Linked DNA regions of Mus musculus: region 1 is linked to region 2. A link is a contact called in public HiChIP or PLAC-seq data. All regions are on one chromosome and are shown on one strand. Each heading gives the region's core, a stretch centred on a gene start, on an enhancer-like site or on the middle of the called end of the contact. The rest is flanking DNA. Distances are from core to core; before and after follow the strand shown. Region 1 has its middle 41 kb from the start of Gns. Region 2 holds the start of Gns (glucosamine (N-acetyl)-6-sulfatase).

Region 1 (5,263 bases), core at 323-2,822, 40 kb after region 2:
AAGCCACAGTCACACAGGCCATAAGCTGCAACTGTGTGTGTCTGAGGAGGACAAGCTGCCCAGGAAGCTGTTGTCACACCTTTGGGAAGTCCCCCCTGCTAGGAGAGATGCAAAGCTCCCCCCCCCCCCCCGAAAATAATGCCTGGCTTCAAGGAAATAACCAACTGAGGGAACCAACCTGGTTTTGTTCTTGTGACAATCCCTGAGAGCCATTCAGACAGGAAGGACTTCACTATGGAGCCCAGGCTAGCCTTGAAGCTACATTCCCCAGGCTCCGCCCCATCCTGCCCCTGCCCCTTCCCCCCCACCCCCCTCCCCCCTCCCCCCCTCCCCGTCCGTCCCCCGTCCCCCCCCCACCTCAGGGGTGCTGGGGTAATAAAGGTAAGCTTCCACACTCTCGCTTAGGGAGGGGGTGAGAGTTTACAGGCATGGAAACAAAGATTGGCAAAAAACAAAGATTGAGGCCTCCAGCTGTGGTCTGGATCACTCAGCATTAGCATCACCTTGGCCATGAAAAGACCGGAGAGCCCGGCGGCCCCACTGCTCCAGGTACCTTGAATCTAAGTTTTGTTACTGCCTCTCTGGCGAATACAGCGGAAGGCCAATCACCCTACAGTTGTGAGTGTTCTGTGTTTAAATCAATTTCCTTCTGTAAGAATCAACTTTTAAAATACAAACAAGACACTTGGCAGTGGCCACGCCACAGATCCAGTTCCCTCTGGCTCGCACACCTTGCTTGGCCTCCACAACCATGTCTGGCTAAGATAAAAAATTCTCTTAAGTCAAAATTGAAGGTGACAGAGAATGCCGGAAGAGAGACAAAATGGGTGGATTGCAACGAAATATAAATCACCAGCTTGCACCCCACACCCTGCAAGTGTTACCTTGTGTTAGCTCTTTTTAAAAGTTTCATTTTAAGGACTGGAGAGATGGCTCAGTGGTTAAGAGCACTGACTGCTCTTCCAGAGGTCCTGAGTTCAGTTCCCAGCAACCACATGGTGGCTCACGACCATCTGTTATGGGATCTGATGGCCTCTTCTGGTGTGTCTGAAGACAGCTACAGTGTACTCGTCATATATAGAAAATAAAATCTTTAAAAAAAAAAAAAAGAAAGAAAGAAAGAAAGAAAGAAAGAAAGGAAGAAAGAAAGAAAGAAAAAAGAAGAAAAAAAGAAAAAGAAAAAGCCGGGCCGGGTGGTGGTGGCGCACGCCTTTAATTAATCCCAGCACTTGGGAGGCAGAGGCAGGCGGATTTCTGAGTTCAAGGCCAGCCTGGTCTACAGAGTGAGTTCCAGGACAGCCTGGAATATGTAGAAACTGTCTCAAAAGACAAAACAAAACAAACTAATAAAGTTATCACAAACTTGATTGGCTAAAGTAATTCCCTCCCCAGAACAAAGATAATCCCTTAAAAATTTAGAGTCCTGTGCTGCTGTGTGAATAAACATTTCTAAGTCCCATCTCACCTGCCTCAGAAACAAAGACAGGAGCTTCGGGGAGCTCGGTGCCAAGGTATGGGGCTGGCAGGATGTTAAGATGGCGGAGTCTCTGCACTGGTGCAGAGGTCTGCCTTGTCTAAAAAGAGCTCCCTCGTTGAAGTCTTCGAAGGATTTTCTCTCAGAAACCAGAGCTTTACAGCACAAACTGCTTCTCAATCTTATCACCTATGACAGACCGACTGGGAGTGGTTCCCCAAAAAGCAAAGCAAAACCAGAGGAAACCAGACCAGAGACCAAGCCAGAGCCTAACCCCACCGTGCAGACGACCAGGTGAGCCAGCTCCATAGCTGGCCCGCCCTCCAGGCTCTCACCGGGCCTTCCTCTCCACCCTTGACTCTTTAGCAGAGATTCTTTCTAGAACACCAAATTAAGCAAGTTGCGGTTCACGTCGGAAGTCAGCACAGGGAGAACTCGAAATTTTTCGGTCCTTTGCTAAGGATGGTGCCTGTCTCGGGACTGGCTGAGCGGCTCAGCCCACTGCAGCTTTGGGTGGCTTGCCTTCCTTTCCTGGTTGTTCTAGGAATTTTCTGACCAATTACAAGAGGAACACTAGGAATGAATGGTCCCCTGCCCTGCCCTGCCCACTCCTCCCAGGCAACAGACCTTAAAGGAAAAGCAGGACAGTTCCTGCCCTGTATTTCAGGATTAGCCCCTAAATCGGTGGCTCTCAGCCCTCCTAACACTGCGACCCTTTCATACAGTTCCTCTCATTGTGGTGACTCCCTGTCTTAGTCAGGGTTTCTATTCCTGCACAAACATCAGGACCAAGAATCAAGTTGGGGAGGAAAGGGTTTATTTGGCTTACACTTCCATACTGCTGTTCATCACCAAAGGAAGTCAGGACTGGAACTCAAGCAGGTCAGGAAGCAGGAGCTGATGCAGAAGCCATGGAGGGATGTTCTTTACTGGCTTGCCTCACCTGGCTTGCTCAGCCTGCTCTCTTATAGAACCCAAGACTACCAGCCCAGAGATGGTCCCACCCACAAGGGGCCTTTCCCCCTTGATTACTAACTGAGAAAATGCCTTACAGTTGGATCTCATGGAGGCATTTCCTCAACTGAAGCTCCTTTCTCTGTGATAACTCCAGCTGTGTCAAGTTGACACAAAACTAGCCTGTACAATTGACCCCTTGTCAACTTGACACACAAACACATCACTAGTAAGCCTCAACCCTTACATTCTTATTCATCCCCAAGATCTAAATAACTTTAAAAGTCCCACAGTCTTTACATATTCTTAAAATTTCAATCTCTTTAAAATATCCATCTCTTTTAAAATCCAAAGTCTTTTTACAATTAAAAGTTTCTTAACTGTGGGCTCCACTAAAACAGTTTCTTCAAGAGGGAAAATATCAGGGCACAGTCACAATCAAAAGCAAAAATCAATCTACAACTGTCCAATCTCTGGGATCCAACTTACGATCTTCTGGGCTCCTCCAAGGGCTTAGGTCACTTCTCCAGCCATGCCCTTTGTAGCACACGCGTCATCCTCTAGGCTCCAGATGCCTGTACTCCACTGCTGCTGCTGCTCTTGGTGGTCATCTCATGGTACTGGCATCTCCAAAACACTGCATGACCCCTTCAGTCCTGGACCTTCAATTGCACCTTCACCAATGACCTTCCATGGCCTCTCACAGTGCCGAGCCTCAGCTGCTCTGTGTGACCCCTTCATGCCTTCAAAACCAGTACCACCTGGGTGACCCTTACATATTACCAAGTCCCGCTGCAGCAGGAGTACAACCTTGGCCATCTCTGGAACACAGCCTCTTTGTGCTTTCAGAAAACACTTCCCAGAAGATGTCACCTCAATGATGCTGGTCTCTTCTTAATCACCACTAATTTCTTAGCTCCAGCTAACCAGCATCAATAGTCCCAGTAATGCAAAGTTTTTGCTTTAGTAGTTCTGGTATCTTGTTAATCACAGCTGATTCTTCAGCCCCAGCTAACCAGAACTACACAATCTTCACAATCAAAACAGCAATGGCCCTGAAAAGAGTCTTTAATTTTCCCTCTGAAATTTCACAAACCAAACCTCCATCTTCTGCAGTGTTCTCAACATTATCTTCCAAGCTCCTACACAACATCTGACAGAGCTCTTAACAATGGATGGATCTTCAAGCCCAAAGTTCCAAAGTCCTTCCATAGCCCTCCCCAAAACATGGTCAGGTTGTCACAGGAATACCCCACTCTGCTGGTACCAATTTGTCTTAGTCAGGGTTTGTATTCCTGCACAAACATCATGACCAAGAAGCAAGTTGGGGAGGAAAGGGTTTATTCGGCTTACACTTCCATACTGCTGTTCATCACCAAGGAAGTCAGGACTGGAACTCAAGCAGGTCAGGAAACAAGAGCTGATTCAGAGGCCATGGAGGGATGTTCTTTACTGGCTTGCCTCACCTGGCTTGCTCAGCCTGCTCTCTTATAGAACCCAAGACTACCAGCCCAGAGATAGTCCCACCCACAAGGGGCCTTTCCCCCTTGATCACTAATTGAGAAAATGCCTTATAGTTGGATCTCATGGAGGCATTTCCTCAACTGAAGCTCCTTTCTCTGTGATAACTCCAGCTGTGTCAAGTTGACACAAAACTAGCCTGTACACTCCCCATCCACAAAATTATTTTGTTGCTACTTCATAACTGTAATTTTGCTACTATTATGAGTTATAACGTAAATATCTGATATGCAGATATTTACAGCCATTCGACTCCCACAGGGGCCATGACCCACAGGTCCTAATACAACCATTTCCATAACTGAAGCTCACCAGTAACTGAGTGAGTGGAAAGGCCCCCCTCTTCCAGCACAAACCTGCTTTCCTGTCTGCCCCCCAGAGGGGAGGTAGTGTTTGCTCTAAACACTTTGGAACTTGAGAACAAGATGACCAAGAAGCTGGGCTGTCAAAGGCTTGCCCATCACTCACACCCCACCTTGGGACTCAACTATGAGTGTAATATTCGCATTAACTGACTGAGAAGTAGATAGTTACTGTTACTATACTGTCGGCCTTTTGAATAAGGCTTGGTACGTGATTAGCACCTAGTTGACATGTTGATATAGGTTGTACCAGATATAGGTTTCCCCTTTCAGCAAAACAAAACACCCAATTAGGACTACCTGACAGCACCCCAATGCAGCATTTGTATTCTACCCTTCTCCAAATCTCTCAGAAGTCTGTCCCTCTTGTGTGTTACACACTCACAACACTGATCCATCGTGTGAGCCTCGAAACTGTGAGAACTCCCCACCAGCAAGCAAGGAACCCTGCAGCGAACACCCGCAAGATGGCCTCTTGTAGTGCTACCCACGGCTGAGGGCCTGCCCAGTCCCCCCAACTCACTACACACTAGACACTAACAAGGTCCGGGGTTACATGGCTATAAATCTGGGCTCCCTTGGCCCCCTCCTCAGATTAATTTTACTAGGACAGCCCCCAGAAGGCTGGGAAATACCCACCTGTATGAGCTGGCTTATTACAAAAGATACAGATGAAGAAAGTCACTGGGCAAGAGCTCTACTCTCCAAGCTCTCTAAGTGGGGATGGGGCGGTTGTGGAGCGCTAAGGAGCCTTCACTACACAAGCATTCAGTGAAGCAGAATCAGCCCAGCAGGGCGCGGCTCTCCAGGCTGCTCTTCCTCTGTGTGCCAGCCGCCTAGCTTTCTTACAGCCAAGAGGCAGGACCCCTTTTGAAACGGAGTCCTATGCTACACTTCAAATAATTTACTGTTATTTGTATTAACATTACTATTGACATAGTGACGGAGATGG
Region 2 (4,589 bases), core at 687-3,186:
CATCCTCGAAAGCTAACATTTATGTAGCCTTTTACAGTGAAGTAGGTGGCTAGCTGTAAGTTTTTATGACTCTTTTTCTTTTCTTTTCTTTTTTTTAAATTTTTTTTTCGAGACAGGGTCTCTCTGTGTAGCCCTGGCTGTTCTTGAACTCACTCTGTAGCCCAGGCTGGCCTCAAACTCAGAAATCCTCCTGTCTCTGCCTCCCAAGTGCTGGGATTAAAGGCGTGCGCCACCACTGCCCAGCGAGACTCTTTTTCTTTAGACAGGTTCTTATAGCCTAAGCCCAGGTTAGCCTCAAACGTATAATCCTCTTTCTCCCAGTGTCCTAAGAGCTGGAATTGCGAGTATTTGCCATCATGGCTAGGGGAAAACTGTCTCTGATTTTTCTGCACGAGGCTGAGTTCCTTGGATCTTATTTTCTCAAAATTTAGACGTTTTGAAGCTATTATTTCATTTAAAAAATTATTTCTTCTTTTTCTAACTCCAGTCCTGTGAGTGGTGGACTACATTGTCGTGTCTCATAGGTCACAGAGATCCTATACATTTTTATTGTATATTATATTAATTGTACAATACTGTATGTTATTATAAACTATCTGCTTTATTTTTAGATGTAAAATAAAAAAAAGAAAAATACTTTTCGAAGGTTCTGTGTCCAGTTGTCTGACAGATGTCTCAGTGGTTAAGAGCACATGGTACTCTTGCAGAGGACCCATGTCAACTCCCAGGAACCCTCGTGGTGCCTCACAACCATTTGTAACTCCAGTCCCAAGGGTCAGACGCTCTCGTTGACTTCCCCAGGAACTAGGCAAGCATAGTACACATACATGCATGCAGACAGACACTCATGCACATAAATCTTTTAAAAAGAAATCGCAAAGGTGTGAGTCCAACACACAATCAACTGGCAAATGGCTGTACCTTCTTTTGTTCTGCATAGAACAGTGCTCACTTGGTATATCGTGCATTGACCTCGCAGGAATCCCTAACAGCAACTTAACTTTTTAGCTAACTTAAAATATTTTTTGAGGTTTCATTCAACAAAGGATGTGTTGCTACTGGTCGTGCACTTCTTTTCTTTTTTAAGATTTATTTATTTATTTATTTATTTATTTATTATAAGTACACTGTAGCTGTCCTCAGACACAGCAGAAGAGGGCATCGGATGTCATTACAGATGGTTGTGAGCCACCATGTGGTTGCTGGGATTTGAACTCAGGACCTCTGGAAGAGCAGCAGTTAGTACTCGTAACCACTGAGCCATGCACTTCTAAGTTTCCAAGAAGGCTTGCAAAAACTCACCAAGTAGGACTGGCCAAGATGCCAAGGCACCTGCCGCCAAGCCTGAGGGCCTGAGTTAGATCCCCTGCACTCACTCCACAGAAAGAAAGCACTGACGCCCGCAAGATGCCCTCCGACCTCCACACACGTGCCGCGGAAGGTGCGTGAGCACGCAAAACCCACAAAAATAAATGTAAATTAAAGTGTGATTAAAACTTGAAACGTTGACCAGAGCTCCTAGCGTCGTAAAGACGTTCCTAAATTGTTTGAAAGTACATGCCAGCCGAGGAAAGTGGAATAACAACAGCTGAGCCAAATGAGAACTTCACCTCGACAGGTGAAAAGTCAAAGGACACAGGCAGAGCTGTCCATTAACCCCAGGACTGGCCGGGACTTTAACCAGCAGCTGATCTTGTGTTCACAGCACGTGCGCTGCTTCACTCTGGAGGGAAGATGAGCGGACTGACTCCTGTCTTCATCTCCGGTGCTCTGTCCTTCCTCCTGCAGCATCAGGAGCAGGCCTAACCAGTGGCGAGGCCAGGCTCCGCGCGGTCCTAGCTCTGTCCAGCCCTGCCCAGCGCCCGGGCTCTCCGCCGCTCCCCAGGCCCCGCCCACGGCCGCCCGTCACGTGACGACGCGCCCCGCCCCCTGCCCCGCCTCACGTGATCTCGCCTAGGGAGAGAAAGCCTGACCCCGTCTCCTGCGCTCACCGGCGTCTCTCCGCAGCTCTCGGTTCCCCCGCGGAGCTTGGCCGCCATGCGGCTCCCTTCGGCAGCCGGGCCCCGGCCGGGCCGTCCCCGCCGCCTGCCGGCGCTGCTGCTGCTGCCGCTGCTGGGAGGCTGCCTGGGGCTCGTGGGGGCGGCTCGCAGGCCCAACGTGCTGCTGCTGCTCACCGACGACCAGGACGCGGAGCTCGGCGGCATGGTAACTCGTGTCCACGCCCTCCCCTTGCCCCTTTGCTGGGCCGCTTGGCCGTGGGTGGCTGTGCGCGGTCACTCCGGGCCCTCCGGGAGCTTGGACGAGTCATGGGACCCGGCTTCCTCCCCCGAGCTCACCCACAGGCTCGCACCGTGCGCACGGTGCCTCCAGCCTGGACCTTACTGCTGCAGTGGACACTCGCCGCTCAGGGCAAACCTGTGGAGGCCAGTGATTGATTAGGGAGATCCGAGGCCACGTCAGCCCTCTTCACGGAGGACCTGGGACGTCGGCATCCGTGCTTCTGTGGTGGCTATAAAAGTGGGTTTGTAGGCTGTCGAGCTGTTATTGACAGAGAGTGTTTTTGCTTAAGAAGCATCAAAACCAAAATCAATTGGCCTAATCGAACAGTTGGCTGAGGCATTACTGTCAGGGCTCCAATTTAGGTCTAATGGGTGTTAGTCATGAAGACTGCATTTCCTTCCCAGTCACTTCTGCTCTTTCGAGGTTCCGGAATTTGACCTTTGGGAACATGAACGCCAATCTCCATCCATTGGTGCTCTAGGGATTTGCCCAAAGCACTGAGCGGGAGGAGGCAGATTAGGACCAACCCTCCAATGGTATTCCGTCCTGGGTCAGCATTGCTCTCACTAAAAAGGAAAAAGAAACAAGTCGAGACTCTCTCCCTCTTTCGGTTCTCCTTCTGCTTTCAGCTGATTGCGGTAGCTGTGAAACCTCTAAGCAGGAGGGTCCTACTTTTTCCTGTGTGGTCATTAACCCTGGCTCAATGTCCTTCAAGTTGCTGGTCCCAGCTGATCAGTGAGTTGTGAAATGAGTCTAGTGAGCCAACATTTTGGTTTTCCACGTGTCACATGTGATAATGGTTAGCAGAGCCTGTGTATTTCTGGGCTGGGCAGTAACACTTTGCCTTCCGCGAACTGTCTTTTTCTAGATGGTGTTCTGTTACCAATCCCCTTGGCCCTTCTCTATATCTACATAGATCCCATTCATCGCCTTGTTGCTGTTGTGGTATCCCCTGAGCCATAAGGATGTTGAATCTCTTCTCCCCTCCCACCCTGCTGGAGGGCCTGCTAAGCCAGTTCTCTCTCAGAGCGAGCCCCCACCCCCTGTACCAAAAGTCTTGACTTAATTCCCTCTTAGGTTTTATTATCCCTCCCTCCAACAGTTCCCATAGCTCTCTTCTCTTTCTTTCTCTTTCTCTTTGCTTTATTTCGTTTGTTTGGTTGTGTTTTGTTTCGTTTTGAGACAGGGTCTCACTGTATAGCCGCGGCTAGCCTTGAACTCACAGAGATCCATCTTCTGTTTCACCGGTGCTGGGATTTCAAAAAAAAAAAAGTATTTTGTTCAGGAAAAAAAAAAAAATGCTGTCTCTCCCAGAGTACTCAACAGGTCAGCCTTAATACTGCTGTTGGAAACAAAATCCACTACTTACATATAAGGTGCCCCAGCTTAGTGACTGTCACTTAGCACAGCTGTTGTCTGTGTATAGTCGAGGTCTTTCACTTTGTGTTAATGGTACTTGCCTCTAGAACTTTCTCTTTTTCTGTTTGCTTCTTTATACCAGTAGGATGTGTGTATAGGGGGAGCGTATGTGCACACAGTGGCCTGAATAGAGTGGAGGTTAGAAGACGGCGTCCCCCCTTCTCCACGAGTGTCCTGGGAGCTTAAACTCCTCAGGCTTGGCAGAGGTTTGCATGTACCCTTGAGTCACCTCGATGGCCCTGGGCTCTTTTTTTAAAATATATATAAAGTATTTGTAGTAGCCAGAGAAACCAAAACAAAAGAAGCTTGCAGCTTCCCACACATGTTCTGTCAACAACATGGGTTCCTTCCCTGGATCGTACAAGTGCCGTGGACGCTAAATAAATGAGGAAATGGTGTTTGCTTGTTTTAAAGCTGCAGCCCCTAGCACTTCAGGGAATTCTGACTTTTCTGGTGGCCCCTTGTGGAGTCGTGACACTGACTGTCAAATAGGATAGCAGAGTGACGAGCTGAGCCGGGGTGATGTTTAAGAACTTCCTCCGTGCCGGGCAGAGGGTGAGGTGTCTCCTGTTCGTATTTCTAACATCACGGAAGCTGCCTGTGGCAGACAGCTGAGGGGCAACAGGTTTCTCTGCTTTGCGAAAACACCGTGGTAGCCCCGTCTCACCACATGTTGCCTCAAGGCCACAGGGGCGCTTTGCACTGAGTCTTCAGTGGCATTCTGGAATGTCGTCAGTGGGGTTCACCCACGGTACTTAATTTATGAATAAAGCCTTATGTATAGTGTCTCTACCAGAGAGAGGAATTGTGTTTCAGATTGACACAATAGCAGGCAAGGTAAGGAATGGGGACCCCCATACACACGCACCCACACTGGCTCACATCAAAAG

The links. HiChIP or PLAC-seq counts read pairs in DNA pulled down with a chosen protein or histone mark.
Region 1: a contact with region 2 is called in an H3K27ac HiChIP or PLAC-seq map of embryonic stem cells, with 19 read pairs. The contact joins the enhancer-like site here to the promoter of Gns in region 2. A contact is called at or near these places in 2 of 39 promoter capture datasets (the C10 cell line and pre-B cells), 9 of 484 Hi-C or Micro-C datasets (B cells, centrocytes, embryonic stem cells and 6 more), 5 of 115 datasets of contacts at active chromatin or transcription factors (the HPC-7 cell line, embryonic stem cells, extraembryonic endoderm stem cells and 1 more) and 3 of 9 other capture datasets (adipose tissue, liver and pancreatic islet).

Annotation. Positions count from the first base shown.
Region 1 is chr10:121,403,664-121,408,926 of GRCm38.p6, forward strand. No RefSeq gene overlaps it. Among named protein-coding and RNA genes, the nearest start is that of Gns, 41 kb to the left of the region's middle. Within about 2 kb of position 1,573, at least 5 of the 459 cell types and tissues checked have an H3K27ac peak or open chromatin away from gene starts, as enhancers often do. A contact at or near this core is called in embryonic stem cells, where this site is marked.
Region 2 is chr10:121,363,154-121,367,742 of GRCm38.p6, forward strand. Gns (glucosamine (N-acetyl)-6-sulfatase) reads left to right here and starts at 1,937. Exons shown (of 14, transcript NM_029364.4): 1 at 1,937-2,205. The coding sequence starts at 2,038. It overlaps Gm51786 (a long non-coding RNA gene), which reads left to right. Exons shown (of 3, transcript XR_003948972.1): 3 at 1-114.